Regions from separate parts of the Mus musculus genome. Here regions 2, 3 and 4 are each linked to region 1. The links are chromatin contacts, called in public HiChIP or PLAC-seq maps. All regions are on one chromosome and are shown on one strand. Each heading gives the region's core, a stretch centred on a gene start, on an enhancer-like site or on the middle of the called end of the contact. The rest is flanking DNA. Distances are from core to core; before and after follow the strand shown.

Region 1 (2,753 bases), core at 118-2,617:
AGCTGACCTCAAGATTGGTATTGTAGAAGGCTATCTAAGAGGTTCTGCCCTGTCCATTCTCAGACATAAGCAGGAAGCCTAATCAAAAGCTACTGTGAGTGGGACGACAGCTTAGTTACTCTTTACACTTCTCAGAGCCTACAAGGTGGACCCAAGTTTGACTTTACTCAAGGAAAGTAAAAAAGGAAGGAAGAAAGGAAGGAAGGAAGGAAGGAAGGAAGGAAGGAAGGAAGATTGTACAAAGCATCCAAAGACACAGATATTTACATTACAGTTCATAACCGTAGCAAAATTACAGTTATGAAGTAGCAATAAAAATAATTTTATGGTTGGGATCACTACAATATGAGGAGCTGTGTTAAAGGGTCGCAGAATTAGGGAAATTGGAAAAGAAGGGATAAACTGGACAGTCAACCAGGAGTGACAAGAAATCGTTTGATACACTGTCGAGCAAATGCTACCAGTAGGATAAGTGATCGTCTAAGGCTTCAACAACGTCACGGCAAAGCCTAGAACAGGAGGCCAGGAAATAAATGAAGAAAACCCAAAGCTTGCAAGTGACACCTGGCTGCCACTAGGCTCAGTGACAGAGGTGGGCTCCTGGGTCCATTCCCAGCATCCAGGAAGGGAAAACACAAATTGGAACGTCCGAATGTTTATTTTTCAGTTTCATTTTTTGTTTTTCTGCGCTTTGGAGGAATTCACTCAAACCCACTGCGGGCTTCCTCAACGTGAGAATCATCCTTCCTGGAACCCCCGTGGCTACAGAAGTCACGCTCAAATTCTCTCAGGCTTCATGTTGCAGTTCCTCGGTCACCTCGGGAACGGGAGTGGGGTGCCAAGTGGCCTTTAGACCTAATCCAGGGCCCTTGTCCATGGCAGACACGTGCATTTACTGCACCGCCCTGTGCAGCGGACCAAAGGGACTGACAGAATGATCTGCTAGCCACTGCGTGTTCAGGCAGGGCTTTGGAACTGCCCTCTGCTACCAGGAGTGGTCCAGGGGCTTTGATACATCCTCTGCTAGGGCCTCAGCGTACATCGAAAGCAGAGGAAAAGTAAGACTCCCTTGACTTTCAACTTAAGTCCCTTCAATGACACTCCTTTCTCCCCAGCCAGCCACCCAGGCTGGTCATCCAGGGATCAGCCCGGGAGCCTGGGTCTCCGCAGTACCTGGATCCGCCTGCGCCGAAGGGGCAGCTCGGTGCTCCGCGGCGCTGTTGAATCACGGTTGAGTCACCCCTTTCGGGGTCTCGGAGTTTCCTACAGGAGGGGAGTGGGCGGGGCAGGGGTGTGGACTGATCGGGAGCCGCCCACCGCGAAAGCGAGTGACCCGGGCCGGGGGGCGGGGAGTCGCGAGCTTCGGCGGAGGCGGCGCGGGGTGGAGAGGAGCCGGTGTCCGCGCGGCCCTTTATAACGCACCCCGCGCCGACCCCGGCAGCCTGGGTACAGCCGGTACCCATCACTCGCTCCCTCCGATCGCTCCTGTAGCGTAGCCAACGCGCCGCCGCTGAAGCCCCGAGACCTCGCCTCCAGCCCTTGGACATGGCGATCCTCGTGCGCCCGCGCCTCCTAGCGGCTCTCGCGCCCACGTTTCTCGGCTGCCTCCTCCTCCAGGTGACCGCGGGTGCAGGTGAGTGGCATTGGTCCTGAGAAGCCGGGGGCGCTCCGCCCGCGGGAAACAGAGAACCTATCTGGCTAGCTGGGGGGGGAGGGGGGGTGCTGCTCTGGTTCCTTGGGGACACCAAGGTGTCCGGCTGTACCTGTGGATTTGGCTGCGCTCGCCCTGAGGATTTGAATGAACAATGGGATGGAAGGTAGTTGGTGCCCGGACTCCTGGCAGTTGTCACTGCTAAAGATGCCTGCTTTGTGCGTCCACCGCGGTTGCATAAGATAAAACTGAGATTCCAGCTTTAACTCTGAGGGAGAGTTTCCTAGATGTTGGGCCCTTGAAGGTGGCAGGCTCGTGGGCCCGCCTTTGCCAAAGTCGGCGTGCTTTGCGCTTTGCGTGGCTTGCATGTTATCTCTGACAAGGTGTGCGCCTTCCCGTAATAAATAGGTGTTCTTGTGGCCTTTGGTTTCGGTCTGATAGAAGCAAGGCTGTTGTAAACTCAGGCAAGACAGAGTGCATACCCACATCTACCCAGTGCTGAGTTGAGGCAGAGGCTGAAACCAGGGGGCTTGCAAAACGAGACGTTGATGACAGCACTTTAATGGAATAGCATCCCACCATGTGACAGGTGCCACGTGGGCTGCACGTCTGACGAGCTCTCCTTGAGAATTTCAGTGTAAAGATATTTTAGATTACAATGGGAAAAGTCCGGTTAGACTCTTTTTTTTTTTTTTCGTTTATGTGCATTCCTGACTCTCACGTGTGTGGGGGACTAGCCCTGTTTGGAATTTATTCAAACCCTTCCTTGCGGCCTCTCCGACGGCTTCGGAAGAGTCCGGGACTCTCTGGCACCTTGGGCCCTCCTTCTGTGTCGTTTTAAAGTGGGCTTTCCCTGGAATAGTTTAAAGGAGGACTTCAGGATCTTCAGCTCTTTCCACGGATTGCAGTATGGGTGTTGCCTAGAGGACTATATGGCCCTGAGGGCGGGGATGGGGCGTGGGGGGAAGGACACGTACACACACACACACACACACACACACACACCCTCTGCTCTTGACAAGTTAGCAACGTTATTTTTGTGACTGGCAACAAAACATGTGCTCCCTTTGATGGCAGAGGCTGGGAAAGTGTTTAAGACACA
Region 2 (2,753 bases), core at 97-2,596, 250 kb before region 1:
GGCAGAGAACAGGAGGCTCACTGGATCTTGCTGGCTACCAGACAGGTCCAGATTCAGTAAGTGGCATTGTCCTGCGGGGGGGGGGGGGGGGGGGGTTGGGGTGGGGAGTGGGGTGGCGGTGGTGGTAGAGAGCGATACATCAGGAAACCTGGTGTCCTTCTCAGGCCTCTATGAGTGTGTGTGTTCGTGTGCGTGTGTACTCATACACACACACACACACCTGCATGCATGCATGCACACATGTGTTTACAAAATGATTCACAGTGGACCAGGCACCCTCTTCTGATCACATAACTTGGCCTTAGCTCAGTAAAATAATCACTGTAGGCACTATGATTCCCATTTAATAGAATTTTAATCATTGTGTTATTAGGTAACCAAAAAAAGCTAGATTAACTCTTTATTTTGAGAGAGTTCTCCAAAAATATTAACACTTAGAAAGTCCTCCCTCCACCCCCCATCTTTAAATTAAAACTTAATCTTGCCCAGCCTGACCCTTATCCTCTATCCCCTGAGAGCACCCATCTGTCCTCCCCGAAAACTGAACCGGCAGGCAGCATCTTTTGATGGCAGAGCTGTGAACTGGAGCTGCTGTTGACTCGTCAAAAAAGTAAATAGAGTTTTCCTCCAGAGAGAAGGGAAGGGATTCACCCCAAAGCCCTGCCATGAATAGCCGGCTTTATTTCTGGAATGGCTTCTCTGAGTTCTGATTTTATTCACTCAAAATAAAGAACTCCTGAAACAAACTTGAGTAACTAATACACCCTCAGACCTCAGAGACACACAGGGGTAGCTGAGTCCACGCACATCCAGACCCCTTCCGAGGCCCCTAGAAAAACTTGCAGGAACTAGTCCAAGCCAGTTTCATCTCTGATTTTATCACAAACACATGGAGAGGAAGTCAAGGCACCCGGCAGACACGCCCGAGCCTTCCAGGGTCTGGCATTCACCAGTCCCTTCAAGAATTCACTGTTTACCAGGCTGCAAACCACCACCAGAGAGACTGTGAGAGGGGAAGCCTGCCAGCGGCCGCCTCTGTCCTCTTCAGGGGTCCTGCCAGGAGGGAGGGATGAGACATGGAGGAGAGGAGAGGGGAGGGGAGGCCGAGAGTTACTCCTGCCAAGAAAGTAGAAGCAGGGCAATGCAGTCTTGTTTGCTTTTCTGAAATTTTATTTGCTTTTAGGCTTAATTTTTAGAATGGCCTCATTCTTTCCAAGCTCATCACTGTGGCCGGGGGTGGGGGTGGGGGGGTGGGGTGGGGGCGAATTAAGCATCAGAGAGACAGAGAAGAAAGGAAACAACTGATCAGTCTCAAGTAGCCCCGGTGAAGGCCACTGCCTCCTTTGCCTCCCCACATTCCTTGGCAAATATGCACGGTTGAAAGGACAGGCAGGCACACAGAGGAGCCCAAAGCCAATAGAACTGATTTCTACAGGGTTTTTCAGTGAAAGTACAAACGTTGTCAAGTAAAGAAAGTGATGTTCAACTCCCACTGAAGGAATATTTGAATTTCTCACAAATACTTTCACATGTGAGGATTAGCTTTCTAAAACCCCTTTTCTATTCATTTTTAACTTACTTTAATTTTGTTTTACTTATTACTAGGTTGTGTGTGCGCATGTGCATGTGAATACACAAATCTTATGGCACATGTGTGAGGTCCAAGGACAGCATCACTTGGTTGTCAGTCCTCTCTTCCCACTGTGGGGTCCAGGAATGGAACTCAGGACCAAGCTTGTGTGTAGCAAGCAGTGTTACCCAGTAAGCTATCTCCCTGGTCCTAAACCCCTTTTTAAAATGAATCATGGAAAACTGGGACTAGAAAGTTTCTATGCTCAGTGGATCAAGTACTTGTCCTAGAGGCCTGAAGAACTAAGTCAGATCCATAGAACTCAAGTTAAAAATCTAAACAAAACAAGCCAACTCTTGCCTTTAACCCCAGCATCTAGAGGCAGAGGTGGGCAGATCTCTGTGAGTTCAAGGCTGCTTGGTCTACAGAGTGAGTTCAGGGCCAGCCAGGGCTACATAGTGAGACCTTGTCTCAAAACAAACAAACAAACACACAGACTAACCTTGTGGTGGCACATGAGTTTTGTAGTCACAGCCTTTGGAAGGCGGAGCCAGGTTGGTCCTGGTGGCTCACTGTCCAGCCAGCCTAGCCTACCTGGTGGGTCCCACGCCACTTCGAGACCCTGTCTCAAACAAAGGTGGGCAGTGCCTGAACACAGAAGGTTGTCCTCTGGCCTCTCATGCTATGCACACATGTGCACTCACACCTTCAACACACATGACTTAAACCAACATGAAAACTATTGCTGCGTTTAAATAATATTTCTTTTAGGTTTATTAATTTTAGGAGTTTGGGAGAGGCATCAGTTTTTCTGGAACTGGAGCTACAGACCATTGTGAACCACTGTGTGTGTGCTGGTGCCCCAACCTGGGTCCTCTGGAAGAGCAGCCAGTGTTCCTAACCACTGAGCCATCCGTCCAGTCCCATACAAACTGTTATGAGGGCTAAAAGACTTCTTTTCCTTAGCATTGTGTTTTAGCTTTAGGGAGTGTTGATTGTGATAGTTCTCTTTCTCTCTGGCTTCTTGACTTCATGGTTTCCACTCTTGTCCTATCTCTGCCAGGGTCACAAACACCTAGGACTTCTTAGATGAGAGCCTCCAAGCCACTTCTAACCTCAACCAGCATGGCCCCAGGTCTGCCATCTCCAATCCCGGTGCTGCGGCTCTCTCCCCTGCCTGTTG
Region 3 (2,753 bases), core at 122-2,621, 230 kb before region 1:
GGTGAGAACACACTCGAACACACACACACACACACACACACACACACACACACACACACTTCTCTCCTGGCTCACACCAATCACTTCCCATGGCATCCTCTGGAAACACAGCAGGCAGGGAGTATGTTGGCATCAAAACAGAGCCACTATTATTCCTACTTCGTAATGTATCTTACTTACAAACAAGCACAAGAAGGAGGCACAAACATTAGCTGAAATTGCTCTATAAGGATTCAAGCATTTGCTCTGCGTTTTGATTAGAACTGCAGCTAACAGGCAACTCCTCCTTCCTCAGCCAGGACAAAAGCAGAGCTTGGGAAGTAGGTCTGAGTTCCTGAGTGGGGACCTTAAATTTCCAATCCTTAGCTCGTTGGCTTGAGGGGGCTGTCTTACCGGCTCTTTCAGAGTGCTATAAATACACATGAAAATGACTCTTGGGATCCTTGTCACAGTGAGTAAAAATGACCCTTTCACCGCAGTTCCTTGATGGTAGCAGAAAAGTACGAAGAGAGACGAAAGGATTGGACGGGCAGGAGGGTCATTTTGATTCCTGGGAACAGAGGAAAAGAACATTCAAAACTCACTGTGTAAAATGTAACCAGAAGGTCCTCTCTGGTTCAGATCCTCATTGGCGTTAGCAACCTGTAAAGTGGTGGCCCAGGAAGTACTTTATCTTCTTTGGTAGCCAAGGTTACCTTACATCTTGGACTAACTCACTTTTTGGGGAGGCCCCCCAAAATGTGTAAAACAAAAATACAAAACAGAAAAAAATATCAGTGAGCTAATTTATATATATGTGTATGTGTGTGTGTGTCTGGGTGTGTGTGTGTGTATGTGTGTGTGTGTGTGTGTCTGTCTGGGTGTGTGTGTATGTGTCTGGGTGTGTGTGTGTCTGTGTGTGTGTGTGTGTGTGTCTGGGTGTGTGTGTTTCTTTAATAGTTCTTGATCCTTCCATCTGCCCTTCTGGTTGTCTGTTGACATTATTTTTCTTTGCAATAGATTAAGTCTGTCTTGTGTTCACCGTTTAAACAACCGAGGGATATGTGTAATTACTGCCAGTATTAACTTGGCGATGATAGCCATCCTCTAAGTCACATGATCAGGACCCAGGCCAGCAGAGGTAACCAAGAGCTATGGTTTTTGAAGGGAAGAAACAACAAAGTTGGGCCATTTAGCTCTACACAGCTTTGAGTTCCCTTAAACCAGCTGATTTCTTCTCCGTTCCTTAAAGGTCATTTAAGTGTGAATCATTTACTGGTCTTGTAATGACAGAGCTCTGAAGAATGAGTGCAAGTCAGCTTCTCAGAGCAAGAAAGGGGAAGAAAGACCAGAATGGGAGCAGCCCTCCCTCTCCCTCAAACCTGAAATCGAAAAGAAAGGAGAGATGACATCATCCTTCTGCTGACCTTCCTCTCGCGACCCTGAGTTCCCAGGGACATCATTCTAGAAAAGGAGGCCGGGTTCCCAGAAGCAACTTCAGGGCTCCAAGTGAAGCTTGCTTTCTTTAGAAAAGATTCCTCTACCACTGCCTGGGTCTGCTAAGTTGCTAGGAATGAGGGTTTTGACAGTGGCCTGGGAGTCTGAGGGAGGAGGAGGCCCACAGGCAGCAAGGTTTCCAGAGTTGGTATCCGCTGCAGTTTGCTCTTAAGTCCTCCAGGAAGAGAAAGGGGACATGGCAGCAATACTGGGGTAGAACCCGGCTGCCTACTCAACTGCTGTGTGTTTCAAGGTGGCTCACTTGGTAGAGTACCTGCCTAGCATGCACAGAGCCTGGGATTCAATCTCCAGCTATGTATGACGCCCCCCCCCCCCCCCAGTGGTGGTGTTATCTACAATTCCAGCACTCAGGAGGAGGTAGAGGTAGTGGCAGGAGGATCAAAAGTTTAATATTGGGGGCTGGAGAGATGGCTCAGCGGGTAAGAGCACTGACTGCTCTTCCAAAGATCCTGAGTTCAAATCCCAGCAACCACATGGTGGCTCACAACCATCCTTAATAAAATCTGACACCCTCTTCTGGTGCTGTCTTAAGACAGCTACAGTGTTCTTAGATATAATAATAAATAAATCTCTTTCTTTAAAGGTTTAATATCATTCTCTTCTATACAGTGAATTTGAAGGCAGCCTAGACTACAGTAGATCCTGGCGGTGGGGGGTGGCGGTAGCAGTGGGGGTCGGGGTGGAAATCTATTTTGTCATTTTGATTTGATGCTGGAAGAGTAGGCCAGGAAATTCTGACACATTTTCCCGTCTCCTCTTTCTTTTTCCTTTGGTTTACTTTTCCATTGAGATTTATAAGCTTTAGATGCTTACGAGAGCAAGATGCTGAAGAGGACACCTGCTTCCCATCTGCCTAGGAAAGAAATGATTCACAGGCTGCTGTAAACGGGGCTGCTCCTCCAGGTACTGAAGTCTGGGTTCAGGTATCAGATTTCTGAGCGGGTTTCACGGCAGTGGGATAAATCATTTGGGACAGGGGAACTGGGGTCCCTGACTTCCCTCCCAAGTCACAAGGCTAAGCTCTGCAGGGCTTGTCTGCAGGAGGACACAGAGGTTTAGAAGCTGGGTTATCACATGATGAGAGAGGGAACTTTAAAAAAAAAAGGTCCTTTGAACCCAAGCCAAGAGTCACTCAATACCTGTTTTCAATCTAGAGACAGTCCTGCAAAGGAGAGACTAAGTTGAGTGTCTTTGAAGTCACCACCCTTTTCTATAGTCACCAGGGATACTACCTGCTATTTCTCTTCACTGCATAA
Region 4 (2,753 bases), core at 156-2,655, 150 kb before region 1:
AAGCCATTCATTGAGTTCCAGATGGTATTGCCTCATGGATAATAACCATCAAAACCTATCTCATACCACCAAGATCATCTCAGTCTCCAAATGGTATCATAGCGCGGCCTTAGACATCTTGTGGTAAACAAACGAACCCTTCCCATTTTCCAAAACACCCTTTGAGCCTTCTATACATCACCGTTCTGAAGCCACCAAGGGGAATCAGCAGCCTCCCCCTGCCCCTCCTCCCCGCGGCACCCCCCTCCCCGCGGCACCCCCCTCCCTCTGACGCTCCAGAAGTGAGATTTTTGTCCCTGGTGAATGATTTGATTGCATTGATCTATTGTGGGGGAGGTGCTGGGATGGGAAGGAGGGTATGTAGAGACAAAAGAGACAAAAGACCCAAATCAAAGTCCCACACTTTGACAATCAAGACATGACAATCGAACCTAATCCTTAACATCCCATGACATCTTATTACACAAAGGAGGAGTCTCAAGAATAATTAACAAGAAGATGAGAGGTCTGCAGGGTGCCTCAAGATAGAGGTCACAAGTGAATCCCAATATGATAAGACCAAATAACTCCCCCTCAGCTGCTAACCCCTTTCCTGATGCAATACTCTCTTCTGGGAAGTTGCCGTCTACTCTCCTGCAGTGTTCAGTAAATTCTCTCTGTCTGGGCTGTGCTAGATTCTTTCACCACCAGGATCACTGCTCTTCCATGTCTTCTTTTACACAGCAAACAGTTGTGTCCTGGTCAGGAGCTGCTCTGACGGTGTCCCAATGCAATGGGAACTAGTAGCCCACATGTGGACAGGGGCATCGCCATGTAAAGCACTAAGCAGCCTAAAGAGAAACACCAACTACATTTAGGTGTCCCTGCCGAAGTGACAGCAAAGAGGAATGCTTTGACCCCAACCTCATCTCCTCTGGATTTGCTAGCAGAGAATGGAGAAGATTCTCAGGCTACTACTCCGAAGTCTAACGCAGACCATCGCCATAACCTTGACCAGCTAGGCCCAAGGCAGGTAAGCACCTTGAGCCCCAGGATGGACATTGGTAGAAAAGTGGCCCCTCCCTGCCCAAGCTGAGAAAATTCCCAGTCTACAGAAGAGTGTGGAGCAGAGAGATGTCACGTTTCCACAGTTCCTGACCCCAACCTGTGAGAATGAGTGAGTCAAAGCCAGAACTGAATGAGGGAGCAGTCATCTGAGTCCTTCACATAGCGGCCAACGTTCCTAGAAAGCGAGGGGGCTTTCCCTGATCTGTTCTAGAACGTTAGGTAAAATACACTCAAGCACGTGATTTACCAGTAGATGAATGTGAAAATGGGGGAAGGCAGGCAGGATGCTAAGAAGACACTCTGCTCCAGCATCCGCAAATAAAAACGGCATCACTTAGCATGAAGGAGGAAATGAGGCAAGACTCCAAAACAAGAAGTAGGCATCCCCGAGGGTGTGGGTTCTGAAAAGCAACAGCAGTGTATCATCAGTGCTAACGTCGTTACCTAAACCATAGGTTATTTCCTTGATTGTGATATCAGATGACAGCGACATTTTAATTTCTTCTTCATCCCCTTCTAAGCATTGAACTAATTTAATCCCATGACTCTTTTCCATCAAGTCCCCTCTGTTCTTCATGGATGCCTCTTTGAAGAACCTGTCCAGGTTCATGAAGGGAGATCTCCTTTTTGCCTGTCTTCGTCGGCCACTGCCTTCCCAACCTACCACCATGGGAGATTTGGCTCTGGAGTTTTTAATCTAGTCAAGAGGCTCTGTCTGGTATAAACTGTAGGATTTGAGGTGCAACTCTCATCCTCTCTGGACTCCCACTGGGATACTGACAATCCCTCCCCAGAGGGGAGCTGGAGGAATTGAATGCAAAGAACGGATGTATGAAAGGGGCCAAGAAGGATTCGAGAAGGATTCGTGCACACAGTGTGCATTCAGTGCATGTAATCACTTAGCATCTGAGTACTTATCCTCATAAAAACAACAGCAATTGTGGTAACTCCTACCCATACCTTCTTAACTAGATGGTGATGTCCGTCAGGGCAGGGGCTGCTCTGCCATCATCGAAGGTACCCTCTGCAAAGAGAAAGTAGGAAACGGAGGACAAGGGATGAGAGAGGGGTTGGGGGAAGGAAATAGGGAAGTCACCCACACGTTGTGTAGCAATATCTGTTTTGTTCAGAAATAACAGCTCCAAGTAGCCTTGGAGCTCTTTCCTGTCCTGCTAGGAGGGGGCCTCACAACCTTTGTTTTGGGGGTGAGGAAACAGAGGCCTAGAAAGGTTAAGAAGCACAATTGGCATTCATGAGGTTAGAACACAGGCTCTTTCCTAGGTCCCACATTCTCTGGTATGACCTGGGTCACTTTATGAGCCTCCCCCATCCCCTTTAACAGGGCCCAAGTGTGTGTTTGGCAGACGTCGGCCATTGGAAGAATAGGGTATTTCCCTAGCCACTTCCAGATGGAGAGTAAGGAGAGCATAGGTGTCTTGGTCAGTGTTCTGTTTCCGTGAGGAGACGAGGACCACAGCAAACTCTCATAAAGGAAAGCGCTTAACTTGGGCTTGCTCACAGTTTCAGAGTTTCGTTCATTATCGTGGCAGGGTGCGCCATGGCACTCAGACATGTTGCTGGAGAAGTAGCTGAGAGTTCTACACTGGCTCCTCAGGCAGCAGGAAGCAAGACTCTGTGCTTGGAATGGGCTTTTTGAAATCTCAGAGCCCACTGCCACTGACATATTCTCCCAATAAGGCCACACC

What was found. HiChIP or PLAC-seq counts read pairs in DNA pulled down with a chosen protein or histone mark.
Region 2: an H3K27ac HiChIP or PLAC-seq map of embryonic stem cells shows a contact between it and region 1, with 6 read pairs. The contact joins the enhancer-like site here to the promoter of F3 in region 1. A contact is called at or near these places in 1 of 39 promoter capture datasets (cranial neural crest), 3 of 115 datasets of contacts at active chromatin or transcription factors (embryonic stem cells and pancreatic cancer cells) and 1 of 9 other capture datasets (adipose tissue).
Region 3: an H3K4me3 HiChIP or PLAC-seq map of bone marrow-derived macrophages shows a contact between it and region 1, with 4 times the contacts expected there. The contact joins the enhancer-like site here to the promoter of F3 in region 1. A contact is called at or near these places in 1 of 15 datasets of contacts at CTCF or cohesin (large pre-B cells), 1 of 484 Hi-C or Micro-C datasets (double positive thymocytes), 6 of 115 datasets of contacts at active chromatin or transcription factors (bone marrow-derived macrophages, embryonic stem cells, neural tube and 1 more) and 1 of 9 other capture datasets (adipose tissue).
Region 4: an H3K4me3 HiChIP or PLAC-seq map of bone marrow-derived macrophages shows a contact between it and region 1, with 9 times the contacts expected there. The contact joins the enhancer-like site here to the promoter of F3 in region 1. A contact is called at or near these places in 19 of 39 promoter capture datasets (the 3T3-L1 cell line, 3T3-L1-derived adipocytes, the C10 cell line and 14 more), 5 of 15 datasets of contacts at CTCF or cohesin (the NIH/3T3 cell line, embryonic stem cells, large pre-B cells and 1 more), 22 of 484 Hi-C or Micro-C datasets (3T3-L1-derived adipocytes, the C2C12 cell line, the HL-1 cell line and 8 more), 32 of 115 datasets of contacts at active chromatin or transcription factors (the HPC-7 cell line, SST interneurons, bone marrow-derived macrophages and 22 more) and 4 of 9 other capture datasets (adipose tissue, bone marrow-derived macrophages, liver and 1 more).

What each region holds. Positions count from the first base shown.
Region 1 is chr3:121,722,170-121,724,922 of GRCm38.p6, forward strand. It overlaps F3 (coagulation factor III), which reads left to right and starts at 1,368. Exons shown (of 6, transcript NM_010171.3): 1 at 1,368-1,633. The coding sequence starts at 1,546.
Region 2 is chr3:121,468,420-121,471,172 of GRCm38.p6, forward strand. The region is part of intron 12 of Slc44a3 (solute carrier family 44, member 3); the gene reads right to left. Among named protein-coding and RNA genes, the nearest start is that of Cnn3, 43 kb to the left of the region's middle. Within about 2 kb of position 1,347, at least 156 of the 459 cell types and tissues checked have an H3K27ac peak or open chromatin away from gene starts, as enhancers often do. A contact at or near this core is called in adipose tissue, embryonic stem cells and pancreatic cancer cells, where this site is marked.
Region 3 is chr3:121,489,805-121,492,557 of GRCm38.p6, forward strand. It overlaps Slc44a3 (solute carrier family 44, member 3), which reads right to left. Exons shown (of 15, transcript NM_145394.3): 11 at 394-550. Among named protein-coding and RNA genes, the nearest start is that of Gm38684, 40 kb to the right of the region's middle. Within about 2 kb of position 1,372, at least 48 of the 459 cell types and tissues checked have an H3K27ac peak or open chromatin away from gene starts, as enhancers often do. A contact at or near this core is called in bone marrow-derived macrophages, where this site is marked.
Region 4 is chr3:121,569,531-121,572,283 of GRCm38.p6, forward strand. It overlaps Gm33547 (a long non-coding RNA gene), which reads right to left. Exons shown (of 3, transcript XR_867600.1): 2 at 2,008-2,071. Among named protein-coding and RNA genes, the nearest start is that of Gm33547, 5.3 kb to the right of the region's middle. Within about 2 kb of position 1,406, at least 54 of the 459 cell types and tissues checked have an H3K27ac peak or open chromatin away from gene starts, as enhancers often do. A contact at or near this core is called in bone marrow-derived macrophages, extraembryonic endoderm stem cells, hematopoietic stem and progenitor cells and 2 more, where this site is marked.